Linked DNA regions of Anas platyrhynchos: region 2 is linked to region 1. A link is a contact called in public Hi-C data. All regions are on one chromosome and are shown on one strand. The core of a region is the stretch at or near the end of the contact, and the rest is flanking DNA. Distances in the headings are between cores, read along the strand shown.

Region 1 (6,531 bases), core at 2,226-4,725:
AAATGTATTCTGCCAGAGGTAGAGGAAGAGAATTGCTTTGCATTTGCAAACTGCAGAAAATAGCCAAAAATGGTGGTGCAGAGAAGGGGTCAAGATGTAACAAAAAACTGTGCAATCAAACTCTTTAACCCTAAAACTTCAGGCCTTAAGCAGCTTCCCCCTGCTTGGAGCTGCCATTTGCTGTGTCTGTAGCTGCTGGAAAAAATATATATATATTCTACTTCTGTAATTGCAAAGGATCCTGTGAGCTCCTGAAGCTCTTTTTCAGGAGCAGTTAGAGCTTACCCCATCGAGCATGCCTGGCCCCCCACATGGTGTGGGATCCCCTGATAGTTCTGCGTCTTGCTTACCTCATGCAGCCTGGATGGGTGTTATCAAGTATTTAGGGGAAGCTTTTCTGCTGGCATTTTTGTCTGAAGAGTCTCACAGAAGCATAGGACATATAGCGTTGGAAGGAGCCTACGAGGATTGTCAAGTCCAACCCATGACTCAACACAAGACTGATAAAGTTATAGACAAAGGTACAGGTCTAGATAAAGGCACTTCACAGACCTTGATCAAGGAGGTTAAATAAAAGCTTTGTTGCCAGAACAGAAAAAGAATATTAATAATGAAGCAGGTAGTAAATGATGAGTATATTTCAACTAATCCATGGATAGAAAGAGTTGATTCTTTTTTTTTTTTTTTTTTAAACATGATTCACTGCTTCGGTTCTAGGGGAACGTGTCAGCATTCAAGCTGTACTTACAAATTTTCCTGAGGTCTGCAATTCCTGACCACCCTTCTTTATTTTTGACAAAACTGGAGGGGGTGGCACACCTGAGCAGGCAGGCATAGCCAGTGCCATAGCTCCCCGTAGCAGGGAAGGGCTGAGGCTTTTTCAGAAGCGGGAGCAGGTAAGGTGTGTGTGCTGTGAAGGGTCCTAACTTTCCTGTGCGGCACTTCTACAAGCTTTATGCGACTACTTTATGTGCTGCTTAAAAAGAAAAAGGGATAATCACCACCACCACTGCCACAGTAATGTGCCGTGCGCGCACGGTCTGTGAAATGCCCATAGCCATTAAACCCACATCACCTGCACATAATCTGAATCGCAGTGTGGCTCTGTATCTTTATTTAAGCTAAATTCCAGTACTTTCAGCACTGTTTTCAATACTGCCTGCTTCCCCCCCAGCGAGCTGGCTCTCCTAATCACGAGGAGCATCCTGAGTGCTCTGTGTTGCCGTACGCCCGCAGCGTGAGCACGGGCACTTAGTGCCTGCCGGCAGCCCCTGTGTGTGCTGCAGGTGCCTTTCTGCAGCCACCCCGTCCTGCACCCCTGTTTAGGGTCAGGGTCTCATTGCCTCAGCCTGCACCAGGGCGAATCGTAAGCGTTTATAAGCCTCGTCAAGGGCTTGGTTGGATCTTGCAGCCTTCGATGCCGAAAAGTCCTGACACCCCGACAGAGGAGCCGCTGCCAGGAACTTAATAAGCTCTATTGGATTTGGGTCAAGGAATCGTTTTATATACAAACAAACAAAAATTCTGGAAGGGAAGTAGCATCAGGCCTCACAAGATAGTTGAAGGCGCCAATTGAGAACGGTGGAATTTATGTTTGCTCTGGAGCCAAAGGTTTCGGGGGTAAATATTACTAAAATTCAGTCAGTAACCCTCGTAAAAGTGACTGCTTCTGTCTGCTCGTCCGCTGGCCCCGCAGCGGGAGCACCAGCAGCCTCGTTTTGTTCTGGCAAGGCGAATGTGGAAGGAGTCCAGAGCTCAGTCTCCCTTAAATCTGATGGATAAAGCCCTAAGCCCTTGAATGCTCATCCCTTGTAATGTCATTTTTAAACTTCTGTTGTAAAATCCTGCACGAAAACACGGAGTAACCTGTGCTGATGGGCACGGAGCGGCGGGGAGCTTTGTTCACCTGCTGCCCCGCCACAGGTCACCTGCTTGGGAAACCGTCCCACCCGGCTCAGGCAGCCAACGTGGAGAAACAGGATTTCTTACAGAAAGCCCGGCTTACCTTCACAGATCTCTTTCAAGCAGGTAACAATTTTATGGCAGCACGATTTTGTAAGTGCAGCTTTCTGGATATTTCTGGTTTCATGTGACCGGTAGGGAGGTGTTTTTTTTTCTTTTTCTTTTTTTTTTTTTTGTTTTTGCCTTTTTGTGACTGACTCATAGACACTTGAAGATATGTTCTTTAAAACAAAGGGTCCTTTAATCATGGGCAAGAACCTTATTTATGGCTGCAAGTGGCATTTAAGAGCAGAGTGACAGCTCAAATACTTGGCTTAGTTACAAAATCTGAACAGCGCTGAGGACATTAGGAGGATGTCTTCTAGACAGTTTAAAATGGAGAAAGATACAGTGATTTCTTATTTTGAAGTGCTGACATTTCCCATATGTTCTTCAGTGAATATGAGCTTGAAATCAACTTTACTTTGACACTGGAAGTTTGCCCAAGAAAGGTTTAAGAGCAACTCAGCAATATCCATGGCGTTTCACAGATCTTGATGAAGGGCATAAATTAGAAAGAAAAAAAAAAGAAAGAAAGAAAAAGAAAAAGAAAACATTTTAAATGATCTGTCTCAGAGTTTAATAACAGTGTGTTGTGGGATAATGTAGAAGGAATGCAGCAGAAACCTGAGACCTGATTGCTCCAGTCAAGTTAAGTGCGCTGCAGAAAGCACATGCTTGAGCTTCAGCTGTGCGGGTGCCCCGTCTGAGCCGCTGCAGGCTCATCCAATTAAAGGCTCAAGCAGCATTTCGGTACCGAAGCCTCAAGGCTGCCTTTTGCGAGGAGCCCTCCCTGTCGCTGCCTGCGCCTGGCAGTAACTGCATTCTGTGGGCCTCGTAGGTTTTGATGATTCTTTATGCAAGGCCCCTGGAAGCTGTTGCTGTGTCTGGTGTCTCTTTAGGATGCCTTCTGGAGATACCAAAGTGTAGGCAAGGGTGAACTTCAGGGGAGAGAGCTGCCAGTGGTTACTGGCAGCATAGACCATGGCAAACATGGTTTCTTTTATTGAGGGGGTGCCATGCTTGGTAACATTGATTCCTGCTGATAATCCTCAAACACACTTTGGTGATTACCCAAAACCTTTGGCGTTACCATCAGCCTTTTCAGATCACTTATATTAGAGGGGATTTGTGGTTAGTGAAGAACCTGAGTGTGCGCGTTCGTATTTGTGCCACTCTTGGTCATTGATGCGAATGAGTTCAAGAGTTTATTCCAATTTGGGGGCAGGGGAACGATGTAAAACACATCTGGCCAACCACAGAGAGTCCCGGTGCTTCGGCGTGTACCCACCACGTGAGATAAGGGTATTACTCAGATGGAAAGCAGCTCAAGAGCCTTCTGCAGAAATACGCCCCATTAAGTCTCTTACCAAGGAATTTTAAAAGAGAAATAAGAGCTTCCCAGTAGGTCTCTCACATGCCGTATCCTCCTCGCTCTCCTCCCTGCTTATTTGGGGCAGTGTTGCCAGGCAAAGATGAAAGTGGGAGAGCCAGCCCCAGCCTGGTCAGCTGCCAAGCGGCGGGGGCCTCTGACTCAGAGCCCGGGTAGTCAGAGAAGTAATTAAAATTCTCCCTGTGCTCAGTTACATTTGTGTAAATCTGTGCAGTCGAATCCTTAAAACAAAGTGAGATGACTGCATGGGACATAAACGCAGCCGGGCCCTGGAGAAACAGGGCCGCAGCCTCAGCTAATCAGCTGGACTTCGCAAGATTTCGGCTTGGATTGGCTTGGTTTGGTTGCATTTGGTGGTAAGCCTTCTCCCACCTCTGGTTTTCGAAACATGAGGCACTGAGATATGTTACATGGGTGTGCCACAGGATGGAAGTCCTGTCCTGCACCTCCCTGTCCTCCTGCCAGCGGGACGGGGAGGTGGTGAGAAGGTGCTTAAGGGAAGGAAGTGGACGAAGAGCAGCAAGGACTTCTGACTCACAGGTCACCTTGTCCTGCCGCCTGGGAAGGATAAGATGAGCAGTGGCCTCGCAGCTGCAGTCAGCAGAGAGGATCTCTCCATCTCGAGGTGGCACCCGGGGCAAGCCCAATGCGATCCCGAGCAGTGGAGAGGAAACGGGCAAAGCACAAATGTGTGTGGAGATTATTTTAACCAGCGTATAGCTACGGTGTCAGCATCTGACAAAAACTGACCATACAGTGGCCTGAAGTCAGGCTTGTTTTGAGTTAAAAGAGCCGTGAGGGAAGTAGGCTGGTATTTCTGAGCAAGCAGTACTGCTGCGCTCTAGCAGATGTCCTGCCTGGGTGTGCAGCAGCACTTCCTGGCTCCTGCACCCATCTGCAGGAGAGCCCAGCAGCCTGCTGGCACGCGGGAGGCACTAGGGGACAGGGAACGATGCAGCAGGCAGGGATGGTGTTTTATTCAAGTTGGTGATGACTGGGAATTACCTCCTGTGCCTTTGCTTGTTTGGCTGCTTTTCCATTTTGTCCTTGCTCCAACTGAGCACTTGTTCACTTGCTGCACACCTGGCTGTGTTAGTGCTTTCCGTGGTTTGCTCTCAGGGCAGAAATGAAGGAACCCCCGAGCACAAGGTACGAGCTGCCTCTTTCACCACCTCGAAGCTCTCTGTGCTCACTCAAGGCAGAGGGGGGAGTTTGTCCTTACCAAGACACAGCCCAGAGAGGCACTGTCACGCAAAATTGATCCCCCAAATCGATGAAATAGCGTGTGTGTTTGAAAAGGTGAGACATTTTCATGGTCTTGCTGGGACCAGAGCAGCAGTGCAATAACGTCCCACAGGTAGGTGTGTACAGCATACTGATTAACAAGCACTTTCTGTGATTGTCATGGTAATGTTGGCGAGTTAGTCATGGGAACTGCATGCAAGGTTTGATTACTTCATAACTAGAGGGTGAATTTGGAAGTGACCAATTTCTGCCATAAAAGACTAATCATAGTTTATGAAGTATTTATTTCTGTTGTACTAGAGAAATTTTGTGTTACTGGAACTGAACATGCTGGAGTTGGATTTCAGGTCGCTTTGACATGAACGTGTGCTTCAGCTCCTTGGGTAATTTGCCGCACTGGGAGAAAGCAGCAAACCTCTCGAGGGCTGAATTCTTCAGATTTCATTTTTATCCTTCCGCAGATCCTTAGAATTTGCACAAGATACACGCCAGAACAAGACACCATGACCTTTTCAGATGGCCTTACCCTAAACCGAACTCAGATGCACAATGCTGGATTTGGCCCACTGACCGACCTCGTGTTCACGTTTGCCAACCAGCTCCTGCCTTTGGAAATGGATGATACAGAAACCGGTCTCCTTAGTGCCATCTGCCTCATCTGTGGAGGTACCGTACTGCGCGAATCAAACACGATAAGTTCTTCATTTATGTTCTACTTGCTTAGCTTTCCTGTACTAAAACGTGTATATATGTGTATATATATATATATATAAAGATACATACGTACTATTATTATATATTAGATATAAGTTATCCACCACCACCTACACTAAAGATTTGTTTTCCACTGGTGATGGTTATTGTTTTTATTAGGGTTTTGAATGAATTGGATCAGACTGTCAGGCAGATGCCTCATACAGGACTACAGGATATATATACATATATATCCTCTTGCATTTTTCCTAAGCAGTATGTGGGCACCTGTGTGAATGAATGAGCTGTGCTCGAGCAAGACACCCTTTATGCAACTTTTGCTCATAAATAAAATTGCATGCACATAGTTACATTCGTACAGAACTCACTGGTGATGACCTTCTTTAGAAGAAGTAGGCTATGATTTTTTTGGGGGGGTTTGATTACAACTGAGAAGGACAGTGCCAGGGTGAAATCAGGTAAAACTGTACATTTGAAAGGCAAAAAAGTCTCAGATATTTTCCAAAATTCTCTGTAAGGTAAATTTTGATCAGCTGCTTTCTCTCCTACTGTGCAAATGTTGGACTTGCATTAGAATCAGGCTGTGTTTAGCTGAGCCATTTTATTGAAATGCAAACTTGATACTATTTTTTGCAGAATTACACTTCACAGTACTTTAAGTGCTATTAGAGACCAACTGTTCTAACAACAAAAGTCAGTCTTTGTTGACAGTGGACCTTCAGTACAAAATCATTCTGTTTTTGTGTCTCTAACCATGTCCCATCAAAAGCAGTGATGGATTCTGACACGTCATGGATGTGTTACTGGTGTATCCCGCTTTATGGTGACGTTTGCTGTCACTCAAGCTAGCACTGCCATCTGCTGATATATGATGGTAACTCACTTTGGGTTAGAGTTGATACAAAAAATAAATCATCTGTAATCTCTTCTTATATGTAGATATCTTATAAATGACTCATACAAAATTAATTCTAAGTATAGTTTGCAGCAAGGTGTTCTCCCCGTGGAGAGGGAGGTGCTGGTAATTCCGGACCATTCAAATGTCAAACCTCCCCAGTAACCAAGGGAAAGTGAGTCCAAGTTTTGGAAAACTGGGGTTTATCATCTTCCTATGGAATACAAGCTGCACTGCATACTTCTCCACATAAGTGGAGGAAATGATGAAATTCAGGGAGAAT
Region 2 (6,531 bases), core at 1,183-3,682, 280 kb before region 1:
GCGCAAGGTGATTTGAAATGTTCAGGCTGCCGCTGACATTGAGGAGCCCCTGGATTTTTTTGTTGCATGTCATTTTGCTGCCGGTATTTCTGGGATGTGCTTCTGCTCACTGAAACTTTAGGTTGCGTAGAGTACACACAGCTTCTTCTTGCTTGTTAATAATAAAACTTCCGTTACTGAAAATGGAAAACATTAGCAGAAAGCTGTTTGTTTTTTTGGCCTGGAAAACCATTCAGTTATTTTCACGCCTCACCTCGAGTACTGTGTGCAGTTCTGGGCACCACAGCACAAAAAGAATGTAAAACTGTTGGAGAGTGCCCAGAGGAGGGTGACGAAGATGGTGAAGGACATAGAAGGGAAGACGTCTGAGCAGTGGCTGAGGGTACAGGGCCTGTTCAGCCTGGAGAAGAGGAGGCTGAGGGGAGACCTCATCGCAGCCTACGGCTTCCTTATGAGGCGGAGTGTAGGGGCAGGTGCTGATCAGTTCTCTTTAGTGACCAGTGATAGATAGGACCCACGGGAATGGTGTCAAGCTGAGGCCAGGGAGGTTTAGGCTGGACATCAGGAAGGGGTTCTTCATTGAGAGGGTGGTCACACACTGGAACAGGCCCCCAAGGGAAGCAGTCACTGCACCAAGCCTGGTGGGGTTTAAGAAGCGTTTGGACTGTGCACTTAGTCACATGGTCTGAATTTTGGGTAGACCTGTGCAGTGCCAGGAGTTGGACTTGATGATCCTTGTGGGTCCCTTCCAACTCGGGATATTCTGTGATTCTATGCATGTATTCAGTTTGGCCTGATACCTGAAGTCACCGGTGCAAAATCAGGTTTATGGAGCTTTATGGCACAGTAGGGGTGAAGTTAATTTCTGTAAATGAGCATTCAAGATTATTTTCAGCACCAAAGAGTGCCCTGAATTTCCTGAGAATTTCAAAATTAATGTTTGTTGAAAAATCCCTTGTGTTGGTGCTGTTGTGAATATTAAAACTACTTTCCCATTACACTGACAGGCATCTTTTGAATTATCATAATCTGAGTACTGTTTTTTAAAAAAAATTTTCCATGTTCTTTAGTTAAATATTTAAGATGTTATGAGGTGGTTTGTGGTTATCTAAATGGAATGAATTTGTGTAATGATTTATATATATGATCAGAGGAGTGAGTGACCTTGTATATTCTGAAATAAGCAGTAACACAGCTAATTAAATAATGATTGTCATGTGGACTGGGCCATGCCAAAATGTCTAGCGATTTGCATGTCAGATATATGAAAGCTCTTTAATAATGGGAAATGATTAATTAAAAGGCTGTATGTTTGCAAGAAGGAAGTAAACTGAGCTAAACAAGCTCCTTTATCTTTAGTGCTATGTTAGAAAACATAAGAATACAATTTCATATGTTTATTTCAAATTACTTAAAGCATCGACATTCAGGGTTACTCAACATTCTGGTCCTCTTTAGATTTCAGAGTGAAATCTGAAAAAACGTTCATGTTTTAGGAGAGGAACTAAGACAGTTACTGGCTGTCTGCACCCTGAGCATGTTATTCATCCGTATATAAAACACAGCACACACACACACACACACACACACACACACACACACATAAATATATATGGGTGAATAAATATGTCTTTATATATGTGGATGAATGATATATATATAACATCGTAAGATATTAAATAGTAATAGATAATATAATAATACATTATATTTATAATATTTTCCCCAGATTAGACACTTTGCTTAGGTCTGGTTCTCTCACTTGTATTAAAGGTGTTTCATTCTACTCTTGATATCTTGACAGTGTAAAGGTCTTAACAATTCCTTTCTTCTACTTCAGTGATGTAAAATAACCTTAATAAAAGTGAAAATTTGTCTTAAGGTTTTAAGTTGTAATCTCCTTTGTGTTTAAAAGTCTTTGCATCCTTTTTCATGATTTGTCTCTATTAAAGGAACGGTCTAACTGTAGGAAGGATGCACATCATTCATTTACTCTGAGGCTAATGTTGCTGTTTCTCAGCAAAAATGTCATTTGTGTCACTGCGTATTGTGCTTTTAAATAATATTTAATTCTGTGACCTCAGTTCAACATGCCTTCCCAATTGTCCATTAACTCTCATCTTTGAGCAGAGGCAGATTTTGCTGTATAGATACTAGGAAAAATTAGAACTGGGAGAGGTTTCAGAATTATGATAAATTGTATGTTTGTCTCCTATTCTATCATTCCTTTTAATAATTTTAATACCATGCAGCCTAAGAGGTGAAAGTCAAGACCTGAAAATAGGGAAGGGCTGAGGAGAGGAGGAAGAACAAACCTTTGCATGCGCCAAGATGCAGGATTGAAAGTACTGTAAGGTTATGGCACCTTACCACACAATTGCTCTCATTTAGTCAGCAATGAGTAATTATTAAGTATGAGTTGAACATCTTGGGTCTGTTCCATTTCTTGTCACAGCAAACCAGCTTTCATATTCAGCTGTTGTACAGCCCTTGGATAGAACACTGCTAGTCATTTTAGAAAAATTTGAATTGTCTGGACAAGTTAAAACATCATCTTAACACATTCCGTCTTCCACCTTTGAAACTTGTGAGAGACAGATCACATGGAGGTTTCAGCAGCCAGCAAGCTGCAAGGAGGATTTGAATAAAATAAATGAGTAACTTGAATTAGCTAAAAGAGTAAGGAAGGCCCACGTACTTTGTTGCTTTAAGGAAAACTGCAGATTTTTTTTTTTCCTCATCTCTAGCTGTTTTGTTTCTCAGGTTTTTTGTTTGTTTGTTTGTTGTTGTTGTTTGTTTTTCCCAGTGGCCTTGATGCCCTTTCTTATATACCTGTTACGAAACTCATTGATGATGACATTGCAAACATGTAGTCCCTCTGCAGCTGCCAGCTCAGTCCAGCAGATCCTCCCTCTACTCTTCCTTCCCACATGCTCGTGGCCTTGGCCTGCCTTTTTTTTAATGTACGTGGAATGCAATGGTTAAGTTTCTCTTCAATACCTGTTAACACATTTGATTCCTTTCACAACTGTCAGTTTTCCAGCTTTGTGAAGCTTTCACTGTAGGCAAATGTTGCACATTTGGGGCTCAGTCTAAGATTCAAAATAAATTTTATGTCAACATACATTTTGTTCACACGTTTAGAGCAGCTTACAGTTTTTTAAGGATGGATACACCTAACAATAAAAGGTGCAGAGCATCAAAAGGGATGGGTTTGGAGCTGATCTGAGCAATGGTGTTCACTGAAGATGGTTTTACCTGTTTATCCCAGCTCAGTGTTTCATCCATATCTCCAAATTCCTTGCTTTTCTACCTTTATATGTCGCCCTGTTATTTTCTTTGGCTGAAATCATTAGTGAGTTGTCACAGCTCACTCTTAAAAGTGATATGTCAAATGCCAATTTGGTTTGTTTTGTTTATTTGACTTGCTTAGATTCTTAACCACAGGGAGCGGGAGTTTGTTTAGAAAAAATAAGTGAGCTTTTATGTTTTTGAAGTTGCATGTAAAAAAGTTTTTTTCTGGAATAACCAACAACTACTAACAACTGCTTTGAGAAATGTATAGCTGGTTCAATTTTTCAGTGCCTATTCTGAAACCTAATGGTGATCACATCACTTTGAAGTATGTTTCCTTAATGTATGCTCATTGATGGCTTCAGATTTTTCTTTTTCCTCCCTAAATAATGCTGTAGCGAAGAGTAAAGTTGTTGGCTGTAAATAGAGACTATATACTTTGCAAACAGTTTTTGCTGCTACACACATGGTGGCCTGCGCAAGTTTCTCTGATCTGTGTGAAAGCCAGCCAGGCTTCCTGGGGAAGCTGTGAGCTCTTCCAATGCCACGGAAGCTGTGCTGGTGTTCAGCTCATCATTGTCACTGGAGGATCTGCCATACGTGTTTCATCTACATCATATACTGTTTCATCTACATATGTCCCACTGATTAATTATGGATTCATTAATAAGTAACAGGCACAACTGTTGATCCTGAAGACTTATTTCCAGGACTGCGATAACCTATTGCTGACGTGTAGGCAGGGGCTCTGATGCTCTCCTGGTTTCCTTCTGCTACCTGCTGGTGTTAGCCATTCCCCATGGGTGGTGGTGGGGTGCCTGCTGCCAGCCCTGAGGGTGGTGCCGTGCTTGAATCAGGTACAGATTTCCTAGTCAGGAACTGGTGAAGGAGGCTGAAAACTTAGTCTATAGATTTTTAGCGATGATGGGCTTTCACCCCTGAAAAAGCATTCCCTGGTAGCACAGGGTGCATTGCTTGCTGGAGATGTTACAGAGGTGTTCCTGTCCAGGGGACAGCTAAAGCTTTAAAAAGAACATGAATTAATGCAATATATCATGAAGCAGTGTTCAGACCTGTGTGTTAACAATAGCTGGCGTGTTGACAGTGGGTTTTGGTTTTACCTACTGTATAGATTTTCACGGCTAAAATTCAGCCAAAGCGGCAGCCCTGGGACTTTGCCTGTTGTTGAATGAGAACTATTCTGGTTTGTACTGGCGCTGACAGATACGGAACAGAATAACCCTGCTTTGGGGATAGTAAGCAAGCAAGCACACCTTCTAGGCTACATCTCCATTTCCTTGCTATCCTTATTGTAAGCAAGATTTGCATACTTAATTCTTTTCACTTATTGAAAGTCATATCCCTTTAGGTTTGACAGCTTTCCAAAGAATATTTTAGATTTCCCACACTGATTGTGGGCCATATGTTAGTGCTAATTATATAAATGAGACATCATAGAATGGTGACATGCTTAAATGTTCAGTACTTTAAAGAATTATACAAATGAATGCTAGCTTGGGTAAGTGCTGGAAGAAGAAAAGAACAGCAGGCTTTGAGTGGATGTTAGTAGCTTGCTATGGGTATCCATTGTCTTTGTCTGTAAGAAGTTGCTGACACTTTGCAGGCTTTGTCAAGCTTCTTTAAGCTGCCATAGCTCAGGAAAAAAATCATTTCCTTTTTGCACCTATGGATATGCCAGGGATTCATCTTATGTTAAACCGTATGAAATATTGAATGCTGGTAGCCTCACAGTGCTGTTACAAGTAAACATTAACCGTGGGACTGTAGCTGGGTGTTTCTGCGCTTCTTGTGCACTGTGGATGTTGCTCTGAGGTGGGATGTCTCATGTACAATTTATTTTTGGTCAGTTAATAAAGGAATTAACCATGAAAGATAAAGGTAAGGGGGAAAAAAGAAACATTTGGAAGGTGAGAGCTATAAACTGAAAGCTTAAACACAGAGGACAGGATTTTATAAGGTGGTTTTCATTAACAGCAATGGGCAAGTGTGCTGGGTATTATCCATCAAGTTAATTTTTCTTTTTAACTAGAATCTTGTTGAATTTATAAAAAATCTAGTACATGTTAATGCTGTTATATTTTTTTTTTCTCCCGAACTATGATGCATAAGATGGTAAACATAGTGTCACAGAAAGTGGATTGCTCAAAAGTTCTGCCTTCGTAGTTAAAAATGAAATATGTATGCAGGCTATGCATGCAGGGCTGGTAAGCCAAAAATTATGTCTGGTGTAAGCTATTTCTGTACATCTAGTTTTAATGCTGATGTATATTTAATTTCCTGGCCTGTTTTCCCCACAGCAAGATGTGGCTGTCTTCCACTGAAGTCAGTGCCTGAATTCTGCAGCAGCCCAGCTTGATGCTTGTGCTTTGCCTCTGAAGTGTGGTGTCCAAGGCTTCAAGCAGCAGGTCAATTTAGTCTGGGGGAAAACCAAAAAATCCACTCTGCTTTGGAGGGGTGTTTCTGTGCAGGGATTCTTTGTGGGACTGTAAATGGGTGAATTTATAGTTTCAGTGGCTGTGGCTGCAGTTTCTTTGCTATGCTGGAAACAGGATCATACTGCATTTTTCTCTTGCATACAGGCATAGCCTTCAACACAGTAGTTTTTTATATTGCTTATCTACTTAAACAAGCATAGGAAGGCATTTCCTTAATGTATCGAATTGTTTCATAATTAATTATAATTGTACTTTTGGCTTCCACTTCTAAGACCTGACCTAGACCAGTTTATTTCTTTCTTGTCAGAACATGTTTTGAAAATGGAATCACAAGAAGCGATTAGTAATAATCTTGCTGAAAAATTACTCTGCATAGTTAATTCTGAGATGCTTTGTCTGTGAAAGATGAGTATCATTTAATTTCAGATGGAAAAGCACACAGAGCTTGTAAGTGGAGTTTGAGAAACTTGCATAGGAAATCTGTTTCTGGTTTTACTTGAGTTCAATTTAACAGCTTTGATCGTTAGTACCAGTAAGACAAGAGGGAGCAATAGAGAAAAAGCTTTGGATTTGTGTATCAGCATAAAGATAGGAGTGAGCAGACGTGGAATCGAGCTTTGAGATACCTGCTGTTCTGCTAGTTTATATTATCTAGTCAACTAAAGCAACTTTTCAATGCTGGAGATACCAGAAGACTTTTTTTTTTTTCCCCATTAGACTTACGTTCTCTTGTGCTGTTTTCTGTAATTTGTGTAATACTGTAAGTTCTTACTGTTTTATC

Evidence for each region. A called contact is a pair of places that touch in the nucleus more often than the background predicts.
Region 2: a Hi-C map of skeletal muscle shows a contact between it and region 1, with 2.3 times the contacts expected there. The contact joins two enhancer-like sites. A contact is called at or near these places in 3 of 8 Hi-C or Micro-C datasets (F1 follicle, skeletal muscle and subcutaneous adipose tissue).

What each region holds. Positions count from the first base shown.
Region 1 is chr2:119,095,990-119,102,520 of IASCAAS_PekinDuck_T2T, reverse strand. It overlaps RARB (retinoic acid receptor beta), which reads left to right. Exons shown (of 10, transcript XM_072033461.1): 8 at 5,101-5,305. Among named protein-coding and RNA genes, the nearest start is that of TOP2B, 70 kb to the right of the region's middle. Within about 2 kb of position 3,475, at least 1 of the 8 cell types and tissues checked has an H3K27ac peak or open chromatin away from gene starts, as enhancers often do.
Region 2 is chr2:119,378,667-119,385,197 of IASCAAS_PekinDuck_T2T, reverse strand. All of the region lies in intron 2 of RARB (retinoic acid receptor beta), which reads left to right. Among named protein-coding and RNA genes, the nearest start is that of RARB, 30 kb to the left of the region's middle. Within about 2 kb of position 2,432, at least 1 of the 8 cell types and tissues checked has an H3K27ac peak or open chromatin away from gene starts, as enhancers often do.